2 separate regions of the Sus scrofa genome follow, and region 2 is linked to region 1. A link is a contact called in public Hi-C data. All regions are on one chromosome and are shown on one strand. The core of a region is the stretch at or near the end of the contact, and the rest is flanking DNA. Distances in the headings are between cores, read along the strand shown.

Evidence for each region. Hi-C and Micro-C count contacts between places; a contact is called where the count stands out from the background.
Region 2: a contact with region 1 is called in a Hi-C map of embryonic fibroblasts, with 2.7 times the contacts expected there. The contact joins two enhancer-like sites. A contact is called at or near these places in 12 of 47 Hi-C or Micro-C datasets (alveolar macrophages, embryonic fibroblasts, fetal heart ventricle and 6 more) and 2 of 2 datasets of contacts at active chromatin or transcription factors (alveolar macrophages and skeletal muscle).

The regions. Positions count from the first base shown.
Region 1 is chr10:8,977,236-8,983,356 of Sscrofa11.1, forward strand. LYPLAL1 (lysophospholipase-like protein 1) reads left to right here. Exons shown (of 6, transcript XM_021064303.1): 4 at 1-6; 5 at 777-893. Among named protein-coding and RNA genes, the nearest start is that of LYPLAL1, 34 kb to the left of the region's middle. Within about 2 kb of position 3,841, at least 20 of the 83 cell types and tissues checked have an H3K27ac peak or open chromatin away from gene starts, as enhancers often do. A contact at or near this core is called in embryonic fibroblasts, where this site is marked.
Region 2 is chr10:9,055,835-9,061,955 of Sscrofa11.1, forward strand. It overlaps LYPLAL1 (lysophospholipase-like protein 1), which reads left to right. Exons shown (of 6, transcript XM_021064303.1): 6 at 4,846-5,199. The coding sequence ends at 4,935. Among named protein-coding and RNA genes, the nearest start is that of LYPLAL1, 110 kb to the left of the region's middle. Within about 2 kb of position 3,062, at least 9 of the 83 cell types and tissues checked have an H3K27ac peak or open chromatin away from gene starts, as enhancers often do. A contact at or near this core is called in embryonic fibroblasts, where this site is marked.

The DNA.
Region 1 (6,121 bases), core at 2,591-5,090:
TACCAGGTAAGTTCCAGATTTTAAAAGCAAAGCAGAATAAAAAAAGGAAAGAGAGGAAAACCATTAGACACTGACACATTGCAAGTAAAACAACATTGATTAACCACTGCTACACAGGGCATTTCTGAGACTTGATGACCAAATTAGTTTTATTGATTAATACCAGCCAGTCAGTCATGTTTCCGCAAAGAATTTGGTTCAGCAAAGTGTCAAAGGGGTAGGATAAAAAAATGTGTGTGGAAATCATGTATCTTTTATGCATATTAAAAATATAGATGATTGAGCTAGGTTTGTTTGTTATGTCATGAGCGTCATCAAACCAGAGAATCAGTTACACAGCCAGTACCTGTTCTGCAGCAATGTCCTAATTTATGAATATGGCGCATTAGTGTTGCAGCCTCGTTACCAGCAATGGAACCAGCAGGTGCAGCGATGCGAATAGACATGTCATTTTTCCCCTGCATCATCCCTTAGCCCTGTGCGCCTCCCTCTTTCCACTCCATGCGAAAGAGGTGTGTCCTCCCAAGACACACGGTCTCTGCAGGAAGTGCTTCGGCCGCCTCGAGCTGGTCCTCTGCGTGTGGGTGCAGGTCACGTCCGCTGTGGCCCACGGGGGCCCGGCCCTCCGGCGAGTTCCTCAGACGGCACCACCACGGCCCCTTTCCCCCGAAGTACTGAGGCGTGGGTTACCCTGGCGTCTTTCGGCCTCTCAGACCCGAGGATGCTGGTCTCCATGAGGGTCTGAGACGCTTCCCTCTTTCTCTTCTCCCCCCTAGGCGCTCCAGCAGAGTGACGGCCTGCTCCCTGAGTTGTTCCAGTGTCACGGTACCGCAGATGAGCTAGTTCTTCATGCCTGGGGCGAGGAGACAAACTCCACGTTGACGTCTCTGGGGGTGAGCACAAGGTTTCATAGCCTCCCAGGCGTGCACCACGAGTTAAGCAAAGCAGAGCTAGAAAAGCTGAAGTCCTGGATTCTCACAAAGCTCCCAGAGTGACGGAATCGGGACGGATTTGTTCACAGACATGTAGTGTCTTGTTGAAAAGTGACTTTTACGGCCAGAGTCTAATTTGATAAATAAGCGAAAATAGTGAGACACATCAGTAGGTTACGGGCTTATTCGTTAAATGCTGGGCACCGCAGAGAGTAGTATGGTCCAGGTCATGGTAAACATTAATTAAGGCAAGCGTCTGTGCGTGATTTGTCAGATACGTGTTCATAAATATTTGGAAACCTTTTAAGTAATTGAGTACTAAGCAATTAAACCAGCTGAAGTAAAGGCAGTGGGAAATCATGAAAAGGTTTCACATGATAGTATTTTGTCTTCATCGTCACCTTCTTTAAACCACCTTCCCAGCGGGGTGTTCGTGTTTCTGTGGTTTTCAGTGCCCCCCCGTCCCGTGTGTCGCGTGGTTTCGCGTTGTCTCCGCCGATCCTCACAGGGCCTTGAGGAGGTAGACTGAGTGGGTGTTACTGGTATTTGATCCCAGGGATAGGAGGAGTAAAGACTCCCCCAAAGCCTCGAGAGTGGAGGCTGGAAGCCTTCAGGTGCCCGCTGGAGCCCTCTTTCTGTGAGACCAGAGTACTGGTCTGCTCCAGGCCTGGGGCTCCACTTAGGCTCCAGGTCCCTGTCAGTACTCAGTATGGCCGGTCTTTTCCATTTTATCCATTCTCGTGGATGTATAGGGGTGGCACTTTGTTGTTTTGTTCTTTTAGGGCCGCACCTCTGGCATATGGAGGGTCCCAGGCTAGGCCTTGAATTGGAACTGCAGCTGCCAGCCTCGCCACGGCCACAGCAACACCAGATCCGAGCTGCGTCTGCGACCTACACCACAGCTTGGGGCAGCACTTAACCCACTGAGCGAAGCCAGGGATGGAACCCGTGTCCTCATGCGCTGAGCCACAATGCGAACTCCGTTATTTTCACGTAATAGGAATTTCTTGAGGTATGATAAGAGAACAGAATTACCAGTGCCTTGCACACATTTCAGGAAAATTCAGATTATATGAGACACAAAGACAGCTGGTACACAAGACTTTGTGTGTAATTTTAACACGTGAAAAACCAAAATTATATTTACAGAGAACCAGTGTACTGTTATGTATGTTTGATTCTGCTTCACATCTGCCTGTAGAAACACGTCTCTGCGGCTCTACACGCATACAGCCTTTCCCAGGGAAGGGCGGCCGCAGCGTGTTCCCGCACTGAGGCTAAGGTGCAGGTCCTTGCGTGCGTCATCGCGTGCGTCATCTCTGTCATATTGGTCAACTCTGCCATTTAGCTGCAACCAGATCAGGTCCGTTTGTTCCATCCAGCACTGAATTAAGCTGCTATGATCAGAGCTCTAAGCACCAGCCACGCTGCAGCCCTGGTCCCAGCTGCGCCCACCAAGGGCCTGGTCCCATCCAGCTGAACAATTTCCATGGCCTGGTAAGGATGTGCCTCAGGAGGCCAGCTGTCCTTCTCCTTACGTCTCTGTACCGACCTTCCTACTTCGTCCAAAGCATTCATCCAGCGTTGCAAGGGCAATTGCTCAGACTCCATCTGGGCCTGCAAGGCACAGTCCAGGGCGGTGCAGCCTCCACCAGAGCCCCGGCCTTAATGGTCAGGAGGAATCACAAGGCTTTGAAAGAGCTTTACCTCATCTCCCAGCATTTTATTCTGACCCTTGCCCAGAAAACAGCCTAGGACCCCTTTCTGAGGACAGCTGTATTTATTGACCTAACCACCTCACCAGGGTGTGTGGTCCAGGAGAAAGTAAAACGGGTAGATCCAGACATCTGTTGAGTCAGTTTTTGCTGAGAAAGACCCAATGCTCAAAGATACCAAACCCCAGTGAGTTGTAGGGACTGTGTGCAGCCCATCCAGTACCTGACTGCCAGCTCACTGTTGAATCATTTTGCAACAAAAGGCTCTGCATTGTTGAACGGGAAGCTTTCCAGAAATAAAAGCCAAAAATACAATACAGATTCATTTTATGAGCCACAGTAGTGTGGCCCCTGTCAGCTTATCAGACTGGAACAGTGACACATAACCTGAGAAAGTATTAATACACAGTGAGGCACCACTTACAACCCCAAGAAGAGGTCAAAAGTCAGATGTAATTAGTGTGTCAGGAGCAAGCATGGGCAATGCCCCAGGCAGTGTGGTTGCCTTCACTGCCAGACAACTGGGTCAACTTTCGTCAGGACTCAAAAGTTTGGCATGCAACGGCAGGCCGTATATCAAAAACACTGGCTCCTTTGCTTTGTATCCAGTATAATGGTTGATGTGTCACCGTGTCTAGTCTGCTGATGGCTTAAGTAAGCAGTGCTGGCAGTCTGGCCGTCCAGTCTCGACCAGCAGCTTGACTCCAGTCAGTTTCAGCAGAAAAGTGGGTCCCTCTACATAAGTGACTCAGATGGTTCAATCAGCAGCCACTGTTTATTTCCTGGGTTAGCAGAGCCAAAGGGAGGGGGGGCTGTCTTTAATCTTCCAGTCTGTGGTTCGCTAAGTGACAGTCCAAATAATCAGGCCATGACAACAACTCAAGAGTCAGTAAAAATATAATGAGGTTGATCCAATGTTGTGTTTGCCAGAGCTATGAGGGCAACCTCGAGTTTTGCCCACTGAGCAGAAAGACCCTGTCCACTTTCAGTTCTGAGTCGCTGGCCCTGAGCCCAAACAGTTGCATCTGACCAGTGGCCACCATCGGGTTTCAGCTCAGCCAGCCACCGCTGAAGCAGGCCCAGGCGTTAAGGGAACCTCTGTGACTCAGCGGCCCTGCACCAGCAGCTATGCTGCAGGTGTTGAGGTGGAAGAGCTGCCATTTTTTCATGTAGAGCCAAGGCGCCGCTGAGGCCAGGCCGGCTGCAGTCTTGAATGTGCCATTTCCACGACTGGATCCTTTTCACGTTGTTAGTCATTGAGTCTGAGTCGATCCATCCCAAAAGGGAAATACCAGGCCAGAGAGTCACAGTTCCTCCAGGGGACGGGCACTCCGTTTCAACAAGAGCCCAAGAGTAAGCTGACAGCTGCTTTTTCAAAAGAGGTCCAGCTGGGAGCTGTGGCAAGGAGGCGGTGAGTGAGTCCAAAGGAGGCCACCTCCGACTGCCAGAGGCTGCAACTGGCAGCATCGTCTGTCACAGAGGCTTGTGGCCTGAAGGGTCCTCAGCGGTGGAGGGCCCGGCAGCTCCCTCCGTGCAGCCCCTCCCAAGCAGGAGAATGGCTCTGGGACCTCGCGGGCATTTACAGCGTAAGCATGTCAAACATGAATACCAGTCACACATTCAGCAGCGGGACCCAGAGGACAAGACACTGAGTCCCCCCTGAGGGCTCCACTCCCGGGTTTACGTCTTCCTCCTTGCTGTGAACTCTTGCCCAAGCCGAGCAGTCAAATTTGGGCATAATCCTCCCTGGAGGGACCTGTCGGCCGGAACTCGGGTGCCAGTCTCGGCCAGATCCACAAAAGTGTGAACCCCTTCTCTTTCCCACATTCCCTGGGGATAGATTGCGATTTTTCATCCCTTTGGAGAACAGAGCCGTGTCACCCTGGCCCCAAGCTGTCCCTTACGCCAGCTGAGGTCTGTGAAAGGAGGAGGGGCGGATCTCAGGGGTATGGGGGCGCAGGGGGGAGACTCCATGCTGTCCCATTTCAGTTTGGAGAGGCATATCGGTGGCCTGCAACAGTTCGGGCTTTCGGAGTCTGTTTCTCACTCTTCAGGGGGTCGACCTCACCAGCCTTGTAAACTCCATCTAGGACCACGAAAGCCTGTCCCTGAGTGCCAGTCAGTGCCCTCTCTGTGGCTTCCAACTGGAAATCGTCTCCAGGCAGTTTTCTGAAGGGTCCAAAGTGCCCTTAAGGCAGGTAGGACCCAGTGTGCTCTGTGGCCCTCTACGCCACCCCAGCGGATGCAGGGCTGGCGGCGTAGACGCGGCTGTCGTGTTGCCCCTTGAGGAGCATGCTGCATGATGCCATCCATCCATCCACCAGAGAGCGGTCTAAAGATTAGCCGGGCCTCTCCCCGTAGGGATCGTGAATCTCCCTTCCTTCACACTCGAGGCAGGTATGTGTCTCTGCACCTGTTGTCAGAAGGAGGAAGGATCCTTCTGTCCATACAGAACGAATGTTAGTATCCGTTATTCTAAAAGGGGGGCCCGAGGCTGAGATTGACCGAGGTCCTTCTACTGGAGGAGAATTAGCAGTAAACAGGGTACCAGTTGGGGAGCTGTCTTGATCCCATTCTTGCCCAATTGCTCCTCATTAAGGGAGAATAAGCTGGAACACCATTTACTGCCCAGTTGACCAGCCAGTTTGTTCAGCGTGTTCGCTGCCATATCCCCAGGACTTCCCTCAAATTCTGCAAAGCCTTCGTTCTTTCCTTTTTCATACTTCAGTCTTTCAGAAAACGAGCGTGAAATTTAGTTTGAAATATTGAGTGGAATTTTACAAAAAGATAAGCTATTGTCTGAAAATATATGTATTTTTTATGCTCCCCTCAAGTTATTACGTGCATTACCTTTGTGATTTTATTTAGGCCTTTGTCTTGGACTGGTTACGAAAGCCATATGTGATTTTTATACTGGGAATAGAATTAATGGGTCTATGATGAATAGTGGACATCCTGTTTTGAAGAAATCATATTTTGGGCAAAATGCCCATAAGAGACCTGTGTTTTTGCCAATAGTTTTTAGTTCAGAGCCTCTGGGATCTTTCTTTTTTTCATTTTTTTCTTTTTTTTTTAAGAAGTGATGAGAAAGTTTAATGTGCTTGCATTCTATTTTAAATTCCTATTAGAGATTATTTCAAAATAGCTTGTTACTTCATTTTTTGTTATTGTAGCAAATTAATACTTTTTTTGGTTTTGATTTATTCTGGTATTTCACTACCTACTCTTAAGGACATAGTATTACTTGAATTAAAAAAAAAATCACTGTTTTCATTTTCTCTTTCCCTCTTTCTTCCCAGCTCTTTGTTTTGTTTTGTGTTGTTGTTATTGTTGTTTGGCCCTGCCTGCACCATGTGGAAGTTCCTGGGCCAGGGATCGAACCCACACCACAGCAGCGACCCAGGCCACTGCAGCAACACCACCAGAGCGTCAACCCTCTGCGCCACAAGAGAACTTCAGTTTTTTCTAGTCAGT
Region 2 (6,121 bases), core at 1,812-4,311, 78 kb after region 1:
CAAGCCCCCAATACAGCTGGTTTCACCCATCTCTAGTTCCAAGATATGAACTATTGGGAATTCTGGTAATTACAAATATCACAAAAGTATTAGCAGATATTGGCAGAATGTCAGAGAGAAATGAGGAAAGAGCAAAAACTTAGAAATAAACAAATTCCAGAGTTGAGGTTTCTGTCTTCAAAAACTTAGGGATGAGCAATCTGATCCTTAATAGCTGATGAAATAATTTAAATTCCTTCTTTTATTTCAGAAGAAGATATTTAATAACAAATAGAGATGGATAAATATTTTAAGAAAACTTCTGATATAAAAAGCTCCATTATGGGTCCATTTAATGACAAGCTATATTCAGTGTGGTCGGTCCTAAGAGAGGGCCATCTCAAAGATCCAATAAGACCAGTCTTTAGGAGTAAATGCTTTTACACATTCTGATCACAGCCAGTGGCTCAGTTGATGAAGACGGGTACTAACAAAATTGAAGTCATGGTACAATTTCTTACTAAATTATTACAGACTCACCCTCTTCTGTCAGCCTTCCTCACCAGCACAAGAGCAACTTTCTAAAATTCAGATGCTTCATGCCACCTCACTTAAATCTTCCATGGACACTCCACTGCCTTCAGAAGTAAGCTCAACCCCCTCAGCATGGCACCAAGGTTCTTCCCAGGTACTAGGCTGTCATTTTCACCACCTCATTTGTACTGCCCTCCCCCCAAACCCTTATGTTCTAGTCACACAAACTATTTTCAGTTCCTATCATGTTTCTGTAGTAGACTTGTCCTGCTGAATATTTAACTTGGATTTTTTTTTCTCTTCTGAAAGTGATACTTGGAGGTCACTTGGCTCATCTTTAGATGAGTAAAGAATCTTCAGGCACTGAGTGTAGTGCTTTCAATCCAAAGAGGGGGGGGTAGCATAGACAGAGCTCTATAGACTCATATTCTGGAGAAGACGAGGTAGCCGTGAGGATATAGGTAGTGGTTCTAATTGTCCAGGGAAGCGTAGGTAAAAAGAACTCACCTATTTCCAGGATTGAAAAAGAAAAGCTGTCTGACCCCTTAGGGAAGAAAGGAAAGGGATCAGAGGTTTTAAATCTTCAGGGGATCCATGCTTGTTTCAGTCCTGACCTCATGCTCCTGCTGGAGCTGTCATCTCAGGGAATGACTCTAGGGGACCCAAAGACCAAGGGTTAAGAGCTTGAGCCTGGGCATCCTTCACCCCTCAAGATGGATTCTGAGCCGTGGATTCTTCAACCTTCAAGAGCCATAGCAGCAGGTCCCTGGTACAGCATCATCTTTGTGGAGTGTAGGTCCAATTGTCAACAGTGTCACCAAGTGGTAGCAAGAAGCAAAAGCAGTAACAGACTGACCTCACCCCAGGCTCATCACTCTTGGGTGATTAGGTCAGAGTGTTGACCTCCTGTTGGACTGTGTGAGCCTTTGGAGTTTTAGCAAACTCAGAAAAATGAGGGATTGCAAGGCGGAGATCGTGAATATTTGGCTAATCTGATGTTTACGAATTTGAGCTCATTTTCCTTTGAGTTAAAAAAGTAGATCCCTCCCTTCCTTTTGCCCAGTTCTGCAGAGCAATTAATACCTGCCATACTTCTCTGACTTTCCATCCCCTGGAACGTCCCTCATTCCCCTTGTCTTACTGTCAGCTCAAGTTCACTTCACTAGGAAATCCCCCCACCTCACTGAGACTGAAGCATCCTCAAACCACCTCATACAGACCTCAGAGTCACCCTTTTTCATTGCAACCCAAACTGTCCAAGTTAAAAGACCCTACATGCTCATTTTTCTTCCATCCTAATCCCTCCTTTTTTTGCTTTTTTTCAGGGCTGCACCCATGGCATATGGAGGTTCCCAGGCTGAGGGTCCAATTGGAGCTATAGCTGCTGACCTACACCACAGCCAGAGCAATGCAAGATTCGAGCCGCATCTGCAAACTACACCGCAGCTCATGGCAACCCTGGATCCTTAAGCCGCTGAGCCATGCCAGGGATCGAACCCAAAACCCCGTGGTTCCTAGTCGAATTCGTTTCCACTGTGCTGTGACAAGAACCCCCATCCTAATCCCTCTTCACTCTGCTGTGAGATTGTCTAAAATAAGGACTGCATGTTATTCACGGATGTGTTTCTACTGCCCAGCATATACTTCATAAATACTTGCCCATAACAAGAGAACCAAAGTCTTTGGTCACGAAAGAGAGATTCCCATGCCAAATTCCAGGCTCAAAGACTACAACCCACAATAACTCTAGTTTTGCTTACTAGTCCTTGAGTTGAGTGCATAAAATAGATTAAAATTTGACCAAGGTCATCAGGGAATTGTGTGTTTAGAGTAAGACAGAGCAAACGAAGGAAGTCCTAGGGTTGCTCATTCCCCGATGAGATCACCATGTCCTCAAACACTCACCAAGAGGAAGTGGAGAACCCCTAGGGCATCCCTGGGAAAAGGGACAGGGACATATTCCCAGAGGGCAGATTTGAAGGCTGGCATATGGGGGTGAACTCCATGAGACTGGTTCTGGGGCTGCTGAAGACCGCTGGAGACCAGCCAAAGATGCTGCCTGGTGACAAAGGGCCAATTCTGGGGGATGCTGCAGGAACATAAAAGAGCCAGTCTTTTCCGATTCTTCCTGTACTGGCCTAGAAATATCCGCAGAGAAAGCATTTCCCTGAGTTCATCACTCTGTTCGAATTCACCTCACTCTGTAGCGTGACTTCTCTTGGTACCACTATGGCCAAGTTTCCCTTCACTGATGTTTCTCCACAAGGGGAAACCACATACCCTGCCCCCCCCATTGCACAATGTATTAGTCATTTAAACACGCCCGTCTAAACCCCAACCTCTGGCCTCTCTCATTAGCTCCGTTGATAAATGTATCCATTCTGATTCTAAAAAGAGTAGGGGCTGCAGCCTCGGGATGGAGATGCTGCTGGCTTCACTAGATCAACAGATGTTCCCAATAGAAACAAACTCATTCTTGAGGACAATGAGGTGAATAACTTCTCGAGGTGTCAAAACCCTCGAGCCGTGATTTTGCAATCAGATAACATTAGGCTATATGTCATGGAATGTATTTTTCCTTTCTTGCAAATGATTCTTACGCCTTTTACACTTTTAAGCATTCTTCCCCAAATCAAGCAAACCAAAGCAAAATTGTTTACTTGAAACTTCTAAGAAATAAAAAAGGCGATAGTTTACATAGGTTTTCTCCAAGTTTAAATTGTATTATAGCTGGAAAAAACCCAACACATCAGGAGCCTTAGGGTTCCTGTGTGTAATTTTCCCCTTTCTCACGGATCCTGTTTTCTGTCGCAGGTATTCAGTATTCTGTTGTTTCTGAGGTCTTATGAGATACATGTTCAAATTAAAAATCAAACACGTAAACATTGCTGCAAGGGAAAACCAGAGAAGCTGAAGTTAGCCTCAGTTTTAGATTTTAATGCTGCATTCTACATGCTAGTTTGTTGAAACAAGGCTTTTTTTTTTCTTTGATCTTAGGTGTTAAAATAGGAAAGTTCAGCGTGAAATTGGCTCCTGGTGTGAAATGCAAGACGTAAAGTTCAAAGATACTAGTGAAATCCAGACCTTGTTTTATTCATTAACTCCTATAAGCAAGGACAACTATTTAGCTAAACAAACCTAACTTGAGACCTAACCTGATGGTTTAATGTACCCAGAGGCTGATTTTCCTTTCCTGAAACAGGAACACTTGGGGAAAAGTCACAGAGTGTGACATAAGAAGCTGCAGGTGACAACACATGGACTAAGGGTTGGCCAGTCATGGAATTAGAAGATGCATTGAAAAAAAAAAAATCTGGGGTAGAATACCTTGTGGGGAGGAGGGAAAAATAGGAGAGATGAGTGGGACACAGACCCTTGTGCTTATGGCCTGACAACAGTCCTGCTTTCTCCAGAAGCTTCGTTGTCTTCTACCAGGGAGTTGGCTTTGGGAGAGGCAAGGGCCAGGGCATGGAGACCCATGGGCAAACGCGAAGCATCACTGGCCATCTGTCTGCCCTGTGAGGTTGGCCAGAGCTGAAACGGGCAGAGCCCTGCCTGTGTCATGTGGTGTCAGGAAATTCCTGCCAACTTCTCTGGAGAGCACACGGCCTTGACTCCGGCCTTTGTTACCGTTGCTCCGACCCAAACAGGTACCAGAGGGGCCCAGGGGCAGGGAGGACCACAGTTCCCATGGAGCTGGTGTTTCTTCAACAACATATAAAATGAGCCTCAATGATAGCGGACGAGATTTAGAAAGGATGAGAGCAAAGGCAAAAACAATCCCGAGAGCCCTGGAGAAAAGTGGAGTCGATTCCCATGGTGGCTTTTCTTCCCCCACGACAGTATTGATGGAGATACGTTTTCAGCTTTGGCGAAGCCGTGTACCCCTGCCTGTGTACACACAGACACACACCGCATACCTGCCACCACCCTGGAACAGAGGCTGTGACTTAAGCCTCCTCACCCTTCTGAACACCCGTCAAGTTTGGACAGATCCTCAGAGTTTCCAAGGACAGGGGAACTGGCCGGGGAGGCATGTCGTCTTTGCCACCAACTTACTTTTTTATGTTATTTTATCTTATTTCTTTAATTTTATTATTTGTTGTTGTATCTTTTTTTTTTTTTTTTAACCCCCAACTCTGAATATGTGTTTCTGCAGGAATGGCCATTCAGGCTACCCGGCCGAACTGGCGTCAGACAGAATGTGGCCTTCTTGCTTTTTGTAGGAAATAATTCTGGAAGGGCAGGGCATGCAGCAGGTCCTAAGGTTTAATCCTCGCGCTGTGGCTTGTGGGTTAAGGGCCCCGACGTCTAAGTTTTTTTCTCTTTTAGAGCGACGAGGGCGTCCATGGTTTCCAAGATGCCGAGAGGAACTGGGCACAGACACTGCCTTTCTTTCCTTCTGTGGAAAAACCTGCATGACCTTAACAATTCCACATCTCCCCGAGTAAAAAGAACAAAAGGTAGAGATGCAGGCCCTCTCGTCATCCCTTCCCCTTCCCCACTCCTGTTTCCTGCATTTAATAAAAGCAGCAGCTAAAATTTAATAGCCTTTGGAAAACCATGAAGCCGTCTCCTGGAGTTACAGGGCATGTTTTCCATTATAGCGCTGGGATTAAGACGACCAGATTCTGTTCTTGCTCCGAAAACTGGTTTCTCGACATCAGGCTGATATTGAGGAGACTGAAAACAGGTTGGGGCCAAAACGTGTGTGTGTAGGGGGGTGGGGGTGTGTGTGTTTGGAGGCAGGTTGAAGAGTAACAAAGCAAAAAAAAAAAAAAATATTCAGCCAATGTGACTTTCATTATCATGGTAAAATGATTGGTTTAACGGGCGTTTTTCTGAATTATCTAGCAGGACACGTAGCGACCTTCCTAAATATAAGGATTTATTTTAGCAAAAGTGCTTAGAGGGAAGCTCCTTGGGTTTTTTTCAGATGCGGTGTTTTCAAGCAGACCTGCTGCTCCTTGGGTTTGTAGGTTCACACAGGAGGTCTGTTCTCAAATACACCAGCCTTATTAACCATCACCGGACTCAGGCTATTTCCTCCGGGAAATACAACATTTTTTGTTTTCAATAAAACATATGGGCCAAATTAGAAAGTAAATAAATGAATACTTCTCAAGAATCCATGATAACACTTGCCGAGCAGTGGGTCAGGCCAGATTTAATCTAAAATCTTTCTGCTGTGTGTAAATGATTATGTCATAGCATTTGTCTTTAATTACTCACCTCTTTCCAAAGGTTTGACTCATAATGTGTTTCTCGGTTAACCACAAACACTTGTACTACAAGATTTGTCATATAGATTCCCTCACCCCCCTACCCCCACCCTCTGTATTTTTTTTTTTTTTTAAGCTCTTTACAACAACATTAAGTCATAGCTCCTGAAAAAGGACATTTTTGGGACATTGTCTAAACCACACACTCCTTGATGGCTGGAAGGTTTCCTTGCTAAGAAAAGCATCACCATCTTCTCTTGACTCATGACGACTCTCGCGGTGGGCTTCATAGTCATGGCCATAGCAGTCAGATCTGATTATGTACTTATATGGAGCCGTTCCTCTGAGAGTTTTGAAGCGTTCAAGAACTCGTGAAAAGAACCGAA